Regions from separate parts of the Zea mays genome. Here region 2 is linked to region 1. A link is a contact called in public Hi-C data. All regions are on one chromosome and are shown on one strand. Each heading gives the region's core, a stretch centred on a gene start, on an enhancer-like site or on the middle of the called end of the contact. The rest is flanking DNA. Distances are from core to core; before and after follow the strand shown.

The links. A called contact is a pair of places that touch in the nucleus more often than the background predicts.
Region 2: a Hi-C map of leaf shows a contact between it and region 1, with 5 times the contacts expected there. The contact joins the promoter of LOC100281562 here to the enhancer-like site in region 1. A contact is called at or near these places in 3 of 25 Hi-C or Micro-C datasets (bundle sheath, endosperm and leaf).

What each region holds. Positions count from the first base shown.
Region 1 is chr7:108,478,667-108,486,349 of Zm-B73-REFERENCE-NAM-5.0, forward strand. No RefSeq gene overlaps it. Among protein-coding and RNA genes, the nearest start is that of LOC103634081, 19 kb to the right of the region's middle. Within about 2 kb of position 4,700, at least 15 of the 20 cell types and tissues checked have an H3K27ac peak or open chromatin away from gene starts, as enhancers often do. A contact at or near this core is called in bundle sheath, endosperm and leaf, where this site is marked.
Region 2 is chr7:108,551,528-108,559,210 of Zm-B73-REFERENCE-NAM-5.0, forward strand. It overlaps LOC100281562 (ubiquitin-protein ligase), which reads left to right and starts at 4,043. Exons shown (of 1, transcript NM_001154481.2): 1 at 4,043-6,558. The coding sequence starts at 4,124. The coding sequence ends at 6,220. It overlaps TRNAK-CUU (transfer RNA lysine (anticodon CUU)), which reads left to right and starts at 6,856; the gene lies at 6,856-6,928.

The DNA.
Region 1 (7,683 bases), core at 3,450-5,949:
AAATGTATGTTTGAAAAATATGTACAAACATTCTAAAGTTTGTGTGCTCTATGTAAAAACAATTGTGTTCTATATCATTGCGATGTATACTATTTTTCTTTATGCAACGTGAAATAAATGTACATACCGTTTTTGAGCCGAAGGCAAAAAAACACCTTCCTTTCTTTTCACGCTTCGTAAAGAAAAGCCCTTTTCAGCCGAAGACCTTATAATGTCATAAAATATCTGTTACCGGAGTCAAAGCATTAGCCCCTTCTTTGTCCTGTTGGTGACAATGACTACTGAACATGTAGCATTTTTCCCTTTCTTTGTCCTCCTGTTTTTAGTCCATGATTTCTCAAGAAACACGTATTTAGCATTGTAGCCAAGCCACATCTGCAGACCAAGGAGCGATTCCCCTTCTTTTCTCTTCACGGTTAATGCAAGATGATGCATGATGGTATGATGCAAAATGATGTGATGATATGATGCAATGATGCTTGGGTTAATATGATGATAGAAAAAATATTACAATAAGACTCTGCATCCCCTTATGAACGACTTTGGAGTCTCTTCACCTTTAGTAGGTGGTATTTTAGCTTTGTATCCCCTTAGGAACGACTTTGGAGCTTCTTCACCTTTATTAGGTGGTATTTTAGCTCTGTATCTCTTTAGGAACGACTTTGGAGCTTCTTCACCTTTACTAGGTGGTATTTTAGCTCTGCATCCCCGACTTTGGAGCATGTTCGGCACTTTTGTTACACTCGATGGTGTAACCTTAGATTTATTACAAAGTGTTGAAGGATGTACCTTATTAAAGTGTTTTTGAGGCAAAATGTAAAGCAAAAGAAACAAAAAATACAATAGATATGCTTCAGATTTTTGACACAGTCCCTCTGGTGCTTCAGTAGATATGTTCGGATTCTGGAACAGTGTTGTTAATTGTTTGAGCTTTGGATTCTTCCCTTGCATCACGATGTTGTTGATCCTGATATTGCCCCTGAGGCTGCTGATTGTAAGACGAACTTGGAACTGATGCAGGTGGTTGAGGTAAGGCCCACCTAGCCGGAGAGTGACTTACTGAGGCAACTGAAGCTGTAGATTGTGGAAGTTGCTGTTGGTTGCGTACGTACTCTAGGATGTATGGAGAATAGTACGAAGCAGTATGAAGAACTTGATTCGGCTGATTCTGCCGTGCTTCAGCCTCAACTATTTCCTTCTGCTTTTGTATTGTGACTTGTCAAGTCCGTGTTGTGTGTCCCTTATCTTCTCCACATAATAGGAAGAATAATGTTCTTGGTTGAGAGTTGTATCTTCCTCCGAAGCTTCGTCCTCCTCTGCCTCTTGGGGCTGGTGGTCTGAAGGAATTCTGGTGCGTCCCTATTGATTGGGAGTTACTCTGTTACCCTTGATTTTGGTTGTTCTTGTCTTCACTTTGGCCTGGGTTGTGGATTGTTCTAACATGTCTTGGATGAAACCTTCCACCGAAGCCCCTTGTCATCTCAGAATATATGTAAGCTTACTCTCTTCTTTGCCGAAAATCATTATCGACCCTGATATACTCGTCCATTTTTTGGAGAAGGTTCTTTAGAGTTTGAGGGGTTTCCTAGCAAAATATTGTGCTGTTGGACCTGGCCGGAGCCCCTTGATCATTGCTTCAATGACAATTTCATTTGGCACCATTGGTGTCTGGGTTCTGAGCCGCAAAAATCTTCGGATGTAAGCCTGTAAATATTCCACATGATCTTGTGTGCACTGGAACAAGGCCTCAGCAGTTACCGGCTTCGTCTGAAACCTCAGAAAACTTGTGATCAACATGTCCTTCAGTTTCTACCAAGATGTAATTGTTCCTGCCCTGAAAGAGGAGTACCAAGTTTGGGCAACACTCCTGACCGACATGACGAAGGATTCGGCCATGATAGTCGTATTGCCACCATAGGATGATATGGTGGCTTCGTAGCTCATGAGAAATTGCTTCGGTCAGAATGGACATCGTACATGGTTAACTGGGGTGGCTTGTACAAAGGTGGTCATGGCACTGCATGCAGCTCTGTAGCTAGAGGAGAAGCATCATCAAAAGCAATATTGTCATGGTTAAAATCTTCATACCACATATCTCCATGGTTGGGGCCTTCGTGACGAAGGTCTCTTTGTTGTGGTCGATACCCTTGTTCAGTATCTTGTGCGATGTGTCGCATTTTATCAGTTGCTTTGTTGATCTTCTTTTGTAGCTCAGACAACCGAAGCATCTTCTCCTTGTTTTCTCCACTTGTTGGTGTATGGCTTCCAGGTTGTTGATCTCTTGATCCAGCTCCTCATCTTGTGGGGTTGGGCTAGCAGCCTTTCTTTTCTAGCTTCGGGCCTCTCTTAGGAGGATTTCGTCCTGATTGGTATCCAGAGGAGCAAGAACAGCCCCTGGTGCTGTTGTCTTCTAAGGTGGCATGACGAAGGTGGTCGTTGATGAGTTCACTGGAGGTGGGCGCCAATATTGGTCACTTGTTTCCAATTGTTATATACAATCAAAAACAAGGCAACACATTGTTAAAAAAAGATAATCAACCTTCGTCTTTAAGCAGTTATCCATTCAGAACAACTCCTTCAAAGACGAAGGTTGAGACTTAATCGGACCAGTCATAACTTAATTGCATAAAGAAGTAAAAAATGTAAAAGAATTTTCACATAACTATCTGTCTCAGATGTACTAATATCATATTTATCTTATTTTGTATAATTAATTTATAATCATACCTTCGACTCTACAAAATGGATTAGAGCGAGGTGCTTTAGAGAAAAGATTACACATAGCAATTGTCTCGCCCTTCAAAAGGTACTTTATGTAGGGCACTATTCGTCTATTTATAGAGAGTCGTACAACTTCGTACGAAATTACATTTACACCCACAAGGATTACACACAAGATTTACAAATAATACAAGGACAACATTGTCTTTTGCTTTCAGCATTTAGGATGACTCCTTCTCCTTGCATTGTCTCCCTGTGTTGATGTGACGAAGCTAGCTTCGTCCCTCCTCCAATGTACTGCAGCGAAAGTGTTCTGGTGCCGAAGCTCCTGCAATACTTGGCAACCAATGGTTAAACATGTTTTTGAGGACCTTCAAAAGACGAATGCCCCCAACAGATTCATCATCCGAGATCGTTTACAAAATTTGATTTTAAATTTAAAAACTTCAAACATATTTTTTATGACAAGATGATTTCAAATTCAAATGTTGTCAACAACAAAGTTTCATAACCTTTCAAGATCTACAACTTTTATTTTGGTGTTTTTTCATCTAAGGTCATTTGAAAAAAATCGAATTTTAATTGCGCCGCCAAGGTTGAAACCAGTGACGCGTTTATATATACACGTCACTGATGTATATGTATTAGTGACGTTATGTAAATACATGTCACTAAACAGATATGACATCTAAAGCCAGTGACACGTTTATATACACACGTCACTAATTTATATGTATTAGTGACGTGTATTTAAATACATGTCACTAAACAGATATGACATATGAAGTCAGTGACGCGTTTATATATACACGTCACAAATTTATATGTATTAGTGACATATATTTAAATACACGTCACTAAACATATATAATGTCTAAAGCCAGTGATGTGTTTATATATACACGTCACTAATGTATGTATATTAGTGACTTGTATTTAAATACACGTCACTAAATACATATGATGTCTAAAGCCAGTGACGCATTTATATTTACACGTCACTAATGTATATGTATTAGTAACGTATATTTAAATACATGTCACTAAATAGACACTTCAAATAAAAGATGTTAGTGAATCATTGCCATATTTTGCTAGTGGCACATTTTTATAATAGATGACATATGTGCACAGTTATCAGTGACACGTTTTTAAAAAGGACATCACTATGACGTGTTTTTAACCCGTGTCATAGACGCTCACATCCTCTTTAGTGACGTGTTTTTAACAAATGTCATAGACGCTCACATCCTCTTTAAACGTTTTTGACGTAGTGTATAATTCGGGAAGCATATATACACGCTCTTTGTGATCGGGTATCCTAAAACTTTGTGTACTCTTTTTTTTCCCTCTAATCTAATTGTCCTTACTAAAAGAAGAACAGGATGTTCCAAACATGGCAATGAAAAAAGACAGCTGAAAAGCGGCGCCGCTGCAAATCAATGGTACCGGCGACTAAAAAAAGAGGAGAGACTTGGTCCCAAAGAGTAGGATGTTCCAAGCATGGAGTATCGCCTGTCAATGAACAACTCACCCCCCACCATGCCCGTTCGAAATAATGCGCGACCGACGCCAGCCCAGCAGGCGCTGTTGGAATTCTACACCAAAATCCAGCGCACCCCGCGTGACAAGAGAGCGAGGCTGTTTTTACTTTTCTGTTGAAATATGTACACCATGGGAAAAGTTTCTGCGTGTTAGCAAACAGCTTGCAACGGCAGCAATCCACCAGGACACCCAAGGCAGTAGGCGGGCGATTCGCAGATCGCAACGAGAGACCCGTCGGGCGGCTAGTAGAATGGAGACCTGAGAGCGACGGAGACCTGCCCGCCCCCGCCTGCTCAAAGACAGGCAGGCGGCGCCGGCGGCAGCCAGCTCCGAACCCGTTGGATCCAGTGCACACGCGAGGCGTGCAAAAGCCGCCGTGCTGCTGCGCGTGCCGGCGCAGCCGGCCGCTACGCTACGGCCGACGTGCGCGTCTCGCCAACACACCCGAGCGCCGTGGACCACACGAGCCGGAACAAAAGCTCTCACCATCGCTCTGCGCGGACTTTACACTGCGCCCGCGTCACTTGTCGCGTACACGTACTCCACAGATGATGCGAAGCCTCAGCTGAACGTACTAACAAATTGAAAATCACATTAATCATCCAAATTATAAGCACCTGTTTGGAAAGACTTTACTTCAAGAGTTTTGGGTTTATTCTAGCTTCTTTCATCCAATCAGGTCTAGCTCTACTAGCTCTAACTTCAAAAAAAACTAAATGTCACTTTCATAAAATTCATGAAGCTCCTCAAGGGATGCTCCACAAACACTATTTTCATACTCATCATTAAGTTACACAAAAATTACCCACCATGGCACCAGTTACACAAAAACATACCACCTCGGTTCTCTCGTGACAGCCCACTAATCATCAAAGGTAACCTAGAAAACTCACACAAATCTATTGTACTACAGAAGCTAGAGTTCATGTGCAAGCCAAACACTCTTCAAACTCACCTCAACAATTTGTTGAAGTTGTTTTATACGGCCTGATTGGTTGCCGGTCTGTCGCGCGCCTGGCTAGTGCGGGCCTGGTCCCCAGCGAAGTCCATTTTCAGCTTCTCCACGCATGCAGGCTGAACAGTAAAAAAGCACTAAAGTGCATGCGCGTGTGCAGTCCGGTGGACGTGGGGCACAGCAACCAAATACCCGCTCGCACCCGATCAACGCATGACACGAGCCTGGACGGGTAGTATCTGGCAACCAATCATATAGAGTGAAGCCCAAAAACCAAAGCTAAATTTCTTAAAGTGAAGCCCTCCCACTCAAATATACCCTAAGAATCTAGATACTCTCAAGAGATTCTTACTAATCATGGTGTTTGGATCTATATATTTTTACATTGGAAATTGTGCTAACTCTCCAATATCTCCTATTATCGAGGACGGAGAGTGGATTTTGCTTTGGCTTAAGTGTCACCTCCCTGACGTGCTCAAAATTTGTTGGAACCAGACGGGGCCTTACTTTCAATAGAGCGTAGGAGTAGCAAGCCAGTCCTCGGGTCTAAAATGTGTGTGAAAATTTGGAAAAGAAGACAAATCACCGCTTGTTATATAGTGTAATAGTCAGACCCGTGCACTAATACGGTTTTTATATGTTACATAGATAGACTTCATTTTAATAAAATACAAAAATATGTGTGTTCTGTTGATTAAGTGAGTGTGAATACGAAGCCAACAACGAATGTTTGAACCATCACTTGTGCATAATTTTACCTTATTTTTGCATAAAGCAGAAAGGAAGGGTGACCCACAACGACGATAGAAATATGGTGCAGAACCATAGAAACTGGTGATTTATATATACTAACATATAGTCCGTGCTAACGCTACAATCCTACAGAGGGAGGAATTGGAGGCGGCCTCTCCGTCCCAGGATATAAGGCGTAACCACTTTTTATTCTTGTCCCACAATATAAGGTGTGCTCTCTTTATGCATATGTACATCGATACAGTGGTATAAAAGCAATTAAGTACATTTCTTGGTCTTTGAACCAAAGATGGTTACTGTTGGTTACTTGTTCTCAATAACTGTGAATAAAAAACAAGGCAACACAAATATTAAGTATTAAGCGTCTTCGTTCTTCGAAGATAATGGTCCTTAGACGAAGGTGAAGAAGAACGGATCTTCATCTCTAATAAAGATAATATTATAATGTAATATCATGTTAAACATTTATTTCATTTTCCACTTTAGAATAATGTCATAACTTGGGATACACGCTAATGAGGCACTACAACAGTTTGCTTGAAGGAAAGAATGCAAGAATGACTTTCAAAGATGAATGTCTGAACAGTACGGAGGTACTGTTCATCTATTTATAGAGAATCATACAGCTTCATATGAAATTATATTTATATCCACAATGGTTACACACAGGATTTACAAATAATACAAAAACAACATTGTCTTTTGCCTTCAGCATTCAGGATTGACATCTTCTTCTTACATCGTCTTCCTGTGCTGTTATGACAAAGCTCCTCAATACTTGACAACATATTGATAACCAATGGTTCACCGTGTTTTTGAGGACCTTCGAAAGAAGAAGGGCCCCAACAGTTATGCCTTATATACTGGGGAGGGAGTATGTATATGTTGTTCGTTGATGAGAGTCCTAGATAATTATAATATGGATATAAACTAGATTCTAATTCATCTCAGGACATCAATATGGTTATAACTTCCCGTTATATATATATATATATATATATATATATATATATATATATGGCAGGTTTAACGGGAGCCCTGGGCTTCCAATAGTTAAAGGAAGCCTAGGTCGATCATTCCTTCAACCTGGTTCAACCCAACGCACCGACTGGACCAGGCTGTCGGTTGCACCACCCGCGCCCACGTCTGTGCGCGCAAAAAAGGAATGCATGCATGAGTCAAACACGTCCCCTTGCATGCGCATAAATTTAGGAAAGATATGTATAGCAGTTTCTATTTTTAAATGCTTTATTTCCTCCATAAATTTAGGTTCGCTGCAACAGTCATGCAACTAGACTCGTAAGGACCATTTTATGATATATACTGCTACTAAATATGCTACCCTGTGTAGATAATTATGCAATTCGGTATACTGCGTAAAAATCTGTTACCAGCTGCATGCACACGAATTTATGATGAAAATTATGTGCAATGAAAGGAAATGAATTGCACGCATAGAAACAAAAAATCGTATTTAATGTTTTATTTCCTTCATAAATATAGGATCCCTCCAACAACCATGCAGCTAAACACATTAGATCTAATTTATGATATATATTGATACAAATTATACTACATGGTGTAGCTATTTATGCAATTCGTTACACTGCGTAAAAAATCTGACATGTTGTTCACTGGTGGACGCATCTCCGGGTTGGAGCGTAATAACCTTAAGTTTTGAGCATAAAATTCTTCAATTATAAGCGTAA
Region 2 (7,683 bases), core at 2,793-5,292, 72 kb after region 1:
CCACCACACCATCGACATCACACCCTCTGCTCAAGTGCTCAAGTGCTCGGTGGCGGCGACGGCGGCACCTGTGCGACGGTTGTGCTGGACCGATGCTCTTGGCCTACTTCCACGACACTAAGGCAGTGTCTGTACCTCTTTCCACCGCTGTGTTGGATTGCTGCTCTTAGACAGCCTCCTTCCCCTTTCTAATCTGTACCCCACGAACAAGGACAAAGGACTATCCATTGTTCCCAGTACAACCCCTTCCCAAATCCCAACTCAAGGTGATTGTTTTCTAATTTTCTAATTTCTAATCTTGCAATGACGTACAATATTTAGTGCAGATCTAGTTATGCATGTAAAAATGTTACATTTAGTGCAGATCTCAAGTTTTTTTTCTCAATATTTTTGTGTTACCACGCATGGACATACTATGGCCAAATTGGTCTGAAAATGTTTTGTTCGAACCTAGCTGCTATTGGAGCACTTTTATTTAGTATTTCCGTGTTTCAATAGAGCATTTTATTGGAAAAGAAATAGCTATAATATTTGATTTGATCTGGTTTGTCTCTAATATGTAACATTTTGACTACAGAATTAGAAGAACAAGTGAACTATATCAGTAGCTATGGTTTCAAGAAACACAAGGTCATCAAGAAATAAGGAGGTACATTCATATTGTCTACTTTATAAAAAAATTCATCTATAAACTTTTGCATCATTTTTAAAATCAGTTATGTTCCTACAGAAGTCGATGCCATCTGCAAATGAGGATGACACAAATGACAACACCAATGTGAATGCAATTGAGAGGGTTATGCATGAAAGTGCCGCAGCTGCTGTTCAGATTGAAAATGAGTCCCAACTGGAAAAAATTCATCCACCAAAGTCAGGCGCTCAAAGAGGAAGACTTCAAAAATCTGGAATCATTTCAATGAAATTCTTGTTGAAGAAAAGGAGGATGACATGGTTATCAAGAAGCCAATGGCAGCATGCATATATTGTGATGATGTTCTTTCCGCGCCAAGCAACCAAGGTACCACACGCCTATGGAATCATTACTACTCATTTCATGATGAAGGCAGTGAAAAATCTAGCAGTAAAAAAATAACTTGGAAGTTTGATGAGGCTGCTAGTATTAGGAAATACTATCTTTCAATTATCATGCATGAGTATCCCATAAGCTACTGTGAACATGAGTATACAAATGATTTTATAAGGTCTTTGTGTCCAAATTTCCCAATAAAGGGTCGCAAGGGCAGCAGGACAAAGATAATGGATATATTTTATGATGAGAAGAAAATGTTGTACGATTACTTTGCCACTCTTAAATGTCGATTTAGTTGCACCATGGATGTATGGACTTCTAACCAGAATAAGGGGTATCTATGTGTGACTTGTCATTTTATTGATGGTGAATGGAAGCTACATAAAAGAATTATAAACTTTATGCATCTTGAAGGAAGGCATACAGGAGCTAATTTGAGTGCTGCATTTATGCAAAATATGGCCTCATGGAATCTAGATGAAAAATTGTTTGCATTGACATTAGATAATGCATCTTCAAATGATGTTTGCGTGGACACTATCATTTCAACTCTTAAGAATCAAGGCTCTATACATTGTGGTGGCAAGTTCTTTCATGTGCGATGTGCAGCTCATATTATTAACCTCATTGCTCGAGATGGTGTGAGCACAATTTTAGCTGTTATTGCAAACATCCGTGCATTGGTCGTTATTGTTAAGAGCTCACCATTGCAAGAAGAGACATTTTTAAAGCAAGCTGCTGACCTAGGTGTAACAGAAAGGGGCCTTTCTTTAGATGTGTCCACTAGATGGAATTCAACCTACTTAATGTTAGCAGACGCTCTTCACTTCAAAAAAGTGTTCCAAAGACTTGTTCTACTCTTTCCTGATAAATATGGTTCACATGCTCCTACAAGAGAAGAATGGGACAATGCTGCTGCATTGTGCAACTGTTTGGAGATATTTTATGAAGCCACTAAACTCCTCTCAGGGTCTCATTATCCAACAGCAAACTTATTCTTTTTAGAATTTTGTGAAATTAACCTCAAGATTATTGACTGGCTAAAAAGCAATGATAGTTTTGTTGCTTCTATGGCAAAATCAATGAAGGAAAAATTTGACAAGTATTGGGAGATGAGCAATACTGCTCTAGCTGTTGCATGCTTCTTAGATCCTCGGTACAAGATGAAAGTGGTCGAATTTTATTATTCTGAGATGTCAGAAGATTATGGATTTGATGACACATATGAATTCAAAAAGGTTCTTCAAAAGATTTATGATTCTTATGCCACTACATATGGTTCTTCTACAACCAACTGTGTCCAACAAACTGAAGGTAGAACTGTTAGAAATAGTAGAACTTCTCATTTCTTTATGGATTTAAATGAGGAGCCAAGGAGAAAAAGACTAAATTCATTTCTAAGGGACAACATGGAATTGGGCCAAGATCAAACTGAGCTAGAGCAATATAGCAAAGAACCATTGCTTAGTTGGAAAGATAGTGACCACTTTGACATATTGAGTTGGTGGAAGGCACATGGCACAAAGTATCCAAACCTTTCTCAAATGGCAAGGGACGTTTTGGCTATTCCAGCATCAACAGTAGCATCTGAATCTGCATTCAGTGCTGGAGGAAGAGTTGTTAACAAGTATCGTAGCCGTTTGGACCCTCAGGTGGTTGAGGCACTTATTTGCACCAAAGATTGGATTAGGGCTTCAAACAAAGGTATTTTCAGTGCCACATTTGTCACTACTGCATGCTGGTTTTCCCATTGCATGCATTACTCTCTGATGATATCCCCATGCGATTCTTGTATATTTATTTCAGACCCAAAAGATTTATTCTCAAACGTTGATGACTTAGCTGGTTCTGGTGTTAATGCTACACTCCAGGAAGATGGAGGTACAATATAATAACTATTTAGCTATACTTCATGCTGTTAGTTTAGTTGCACAATTTTTTTATACACATCATCATGTGTGTTGTAGGTGCTACTGATGCTGCTGAAAGCATTGTTGATGGTGACAACCTTGTTGATCTAGAAGAAAGATAGGGTTGTTCTTTCTTTAGGTGAGTCCTAATACTTTTTGAGTGTTTTCATTAGATAAATATTTCCACTTTGCTAGTATAATATTTTTTATCTAGTATAAAAAATATTGCAGAACATATTGTTGAAAATTCTCATCATTTCTTTAGGTGAGAGTGAGATGTGCTTGACTGCTTGGAGCTGGAACTTGCTGTTCTCCCACATGTTGAGTGCCTTCTATAGTGTTTCCAATGCTAGAATTGTGTTTTTCAATTTTGATTCACCTGCTGCTTATTTTGGGGCAGTGCTACTGCGGCTGGTGCTGTATTCATCGTGAGAGAAAAATACAGTAGTGTGTGGTAAAACTAGCAGCCAAATAGAATTATAATTTACAAGTGGTTGCTTTTGTATCCATCGTGAATGAGATGTACTTTAATGTGGGACTTTACATCAGTGGTTGCTGCTATTTAACTTTATCTCATTTTAACATGGTAGTTAGTTAGTTACGGTATGAAGTATGAAGCATTTATCACTCATGATTTATGTTTGTATTGATCAGAGAGTATATGTAGTACTTTGATTTTAGTTTGCCTTGGTTGTTGATGAACTCATAACAAATATTTTCTTTGTTATGATTGAATTATATGATGTTTGTAATGGATTTAACTATATAAACATCCGGGTGTGAATCCGTATTCGAGATATCCATTTTGTATTCGTATTCGATAACATTCGTATTCGTATTCGTATTCGAGTTAAAATATGGTAAATAGTGCTATCCGGATTCGTTTCCATCCGTATCCGACCGAAATCCATCCCTATATGCAGGAGCGGTTGGTGCTGTTCCAGTCTTATCCCAACAACTTCCGCCGCCATCGCAGGAACCGCCTGACTATCGCCTAACACGTGTCAGCACATCCACGTGGCATGATCCCAAGCCTCTGCCTTTGCCTCGCAACACGTGTGCCACCTCCTCTATAAATATCGGCTCTAGCGCTACGAATTACGGCTACCTCTAAACTTCTCTTCCTACTTTAACCGTTTAATGTGCCCCCTTCTTCCCGTTACGATTACCAGCGTCACCGCCAATGCCGCCGCCTCCACCAACGGGCGAACCGAAGCGCCGCCGGCTGCTATCCCTCATGGCAGTCTACCCATGCGAGAGCATCGCGCCGGCGCCTCTGTTCAGCTCGCTTCTCGCACTTGCGGCCGACTTGGCGAGCCAAGGGCTCGGCGCCGACGCCGGCGCCTTCCCTGTTCTCCGGCGCGGCTTACGGCAGGCAGTGCGGATTGCAGGCCTCCTCCTCGCGTTTCTGGAGGAGGTCCAAGACGTGTCAGTGACGAAGACGGCACCTCTGCCATCATCGGCGGTGCTGGGGCTCACGGAGCTGCACGTGGCCATGCAGAAGCTGCGGTTACTCCTCACGGACTGCGCGCGACGGGGCGCGCGGCTGTGGGTGCTCGTGAACGCCGGATTGGCCGCGTCTGAGCTCAGGGTGATTCTCGGGTCCGTCGCTGCGGCCATGGACGCGCTGCCGAAGGACGTCGTGGACGCGTCCGTGGAGGCCGGGGAGCTCGCGCGGCTCATGTCGGAGCATGCGTGGCGCGTGGCCGTGCGTCCGGACGCCAGTGACGAGCGCGCGGCGAGGAGCGTGCGGTCGATACTGGAGCAGTTCAAGAGCGGCGTCTCGCCGGACGCCGAGGACGCGAGGCGGGTGCTAGAGCACATCGGGGTTAGAAGCTGGACCGAGTGCTCCGAGGAGATTGCCTTCCTGGAGGACGAGCTGCGCACGCGGTTGGACGGCGCAGGCGGCGACAGCAGCAGCGACGCGGTGCTCATCAACAGCTTAATGGCAATCCTGGTGTACTGCCGTGTCGTGCTGTTCGACCAGACCGACGCGAATCCAAAAGCGGACGCGGCGTCACGGCCGGCGAGGTGCCCGGACTGGCTCAGACCGGAGATGTTGCAGTGCCCGATCGCGCTGGACCTCATGACGGACCCCGTGACTGTGTCTACTGGGCAGACGTACGACCGCGAGTCCATCACCCGGTGGATCAAGGCCGGATGCCACACGTGCCCGGTCACCGGCGAGCGGCTCCGCACCGCCGACGTCGTGCCGAACGCCGCGCTGCGCGGGATCATCGAGCGGATGCTGCTCAGCAACGGCGTCTCGCTTCCGGACCCAAGCAGCTCAGGGCACCGTCACGGCGCGCTCGGCAACACAGCCGTGCCATTCGGGCCGGCCGCCGCGGGCGCGGCCCGCCTCGCCGTCGCCTACGTCGTGGCCCAGCTCTCGATGGGCTCGACGGCGGAGCGCAGGAAGGCGACTTGCGAGGCCCGCAAGCTGTGCAAGCACAACATGTTCTACCGCGCGTGCCTCGTGGAGGCCAACGCCGTGCCGTGGCTGCTGTGCCTCCTGTCCTCGACGGACGCGTCCGTGCAGGACAATGCGGTGGCGTCACTCCTGAACCTGTCGAAGCACCCGCGGGGCCGGGCGGCGCTCTTCGAGGCCGGCGGCGTGGGGCTCGTGGTGGACGTGATTAACGTGGGCGCCAGGGCGGAGGCGCGGCAGAACGCGGCGGCCGTCCTGTTCTACCTGTCGTCGAACGCGGAGCACGCCGAGGAGATTGGGCGCATCCCGGAGGCCATCCCGACTCTGGTGCAGCTGATCCGCGATGGAGCGCACCGCGGGCGCAAGAACGCCATGGTCAGCCTCTACGGTCTGCTCCAGTGCGCGAGCAACCACGGCAAGGCCGTCGGGGCTGGCGCCGTGTCGGCTCTCGCGGGCCTCCTGTCCGGCGACCGGGACGACCTCGCCAGCGACGCCGTGACGCTGCTGGCGAGGCTCGCGGAGCAGCCGGCGGGCGCGCAGGCCGTGCTGGCGCGGCCGGGCCTGGTCGCCCGCGTCGTCGAGGCGCTCGCCACTTCGGCGTCCCGGTCGGGGAAGGACCACTGCGTGGCCCTGCTGGTCTCGCTGTGCCGGCACGGTGGGGACAAGGTGGTGGCCCTGCTGGGGAGGATGCCGGGGCTGATGTCGTCGCTGTACACGCTGGTGGCCGACGGCAGCCCGCAGACGTGCAAGCGGGCCAGGGCGCTGCTCAACCTGATCCACCGCCATTACGAGATGGACGGCCAGCAGCCGACGTCGGAGGTGCCCGGCGAGCGTGTCGTTCGCGTGCTATAGCCGCAGATTCCGGACCTGCCGTAAGTACAGTAAATAGGTGTAGATCTTTACGGTGTGCCATTTGAGACCATTTCTTGTTTTCTGTTCTCAGCTCGTGTTTTAGAAGAGCTGAGAACGATTTTTGCTGCTTCCGTTTTGAAGACTGCTGTAGTCACAGACACACACACAGACGCGAGAGTATAGATAAATATGTTTGCGAGCTTGAGACTTATAGCAGATAATGAAAGTGTGACAGCATGGGATTACTGTTTGCAACGCTTTCGTGTGTACATACCAGTGAAATGTTTTGGTTTGTGTTAGTAATGAGGGGATTTGAGTTAAAAATAAAACAACAGCTCACCGCCCGGCCATGCTTGGTTCGTTTTCAAAGCATGTCAAATTTAAACTTAACAGATCATCATTTTTTTTTCTGTTATTTTGGCTTGCTACCAAAATTTACTAACCTTTCATGTTTAGCTTACTAGACTATAGCAACCTTTTGTACTCAGATTTTACTTATTATTATTATTATTGACACGGCAAAATTTCCATGTGTTCTCAACAGTTTTGTTGGAAATTAAAGAACGTAAGCATGGTAAAGAACACTCAGTAGAGAACAAGGTGATGTACCATATAATTTTCATTACAACCACAAAGCCCGTCTAGCTCAGTTGGTAGAGCGCAAGGCTCTTAACTTTGTGGTCGTGGGTTCGAGTCCCACGGTGGGCGTTTTCTGTATTTTTTTGTTTTTATCGCTGTTTATTTCGTTCGTTCGCTTGTTCTCGTCCAGATTTTTTCTTTTTTGTCACTGATTTATTTGTCCGTCTAAATTAATTTCTCATCTATATTGTTTTCCGTTTCGTTTTTGTCACTAATTTATTTACAATTGGATCTATACCATTAAAAGATCCAAACTTTAGATATATACCATGGACCCTACATGTCATTGACTCATGTGGACCCACATGTAAGTGAGATAGTAATGGTATGGATCCAAAGTGGTGATCTTTTAATGGTATGGATCCAAATTCCCCTTTATTTATTCATCTAGATATTTTTCGTTTATCCGGAGCACAGCAGTGGCCTCAAGCCGTCAACACTTGTTTGCTCAGCTAACGTACTGTGGCCTGTGGGCGTTAATGATATTTCCTTTGAAAAACGTAAACGCTTCTGTCACTGACTTGTTTATCCGTCTAGATTATTTTTTCGTCTATCCCTCGGGCACAGCAGATGTGCAGCAGAGTCAACACCCCGCTGCCCTAGTTTTTGCTCAGCTGGCAACCTCACGCATAGCAGAGCTGCAGTGGAGTCCGGCCCCTGTACGCATCACAGGCAACCGATTCCTAACGCTAATCATACCTCATACCGCTGTTGCGCCCAGCACAGCAGCAGCAGCATCAACGCGGGCGACGTAAGTGCTACGATGACGACTAGTTGCTTCACACAACAGCGCTAGTCGGCAAGGCAACGAGCCCAGCCCAGCG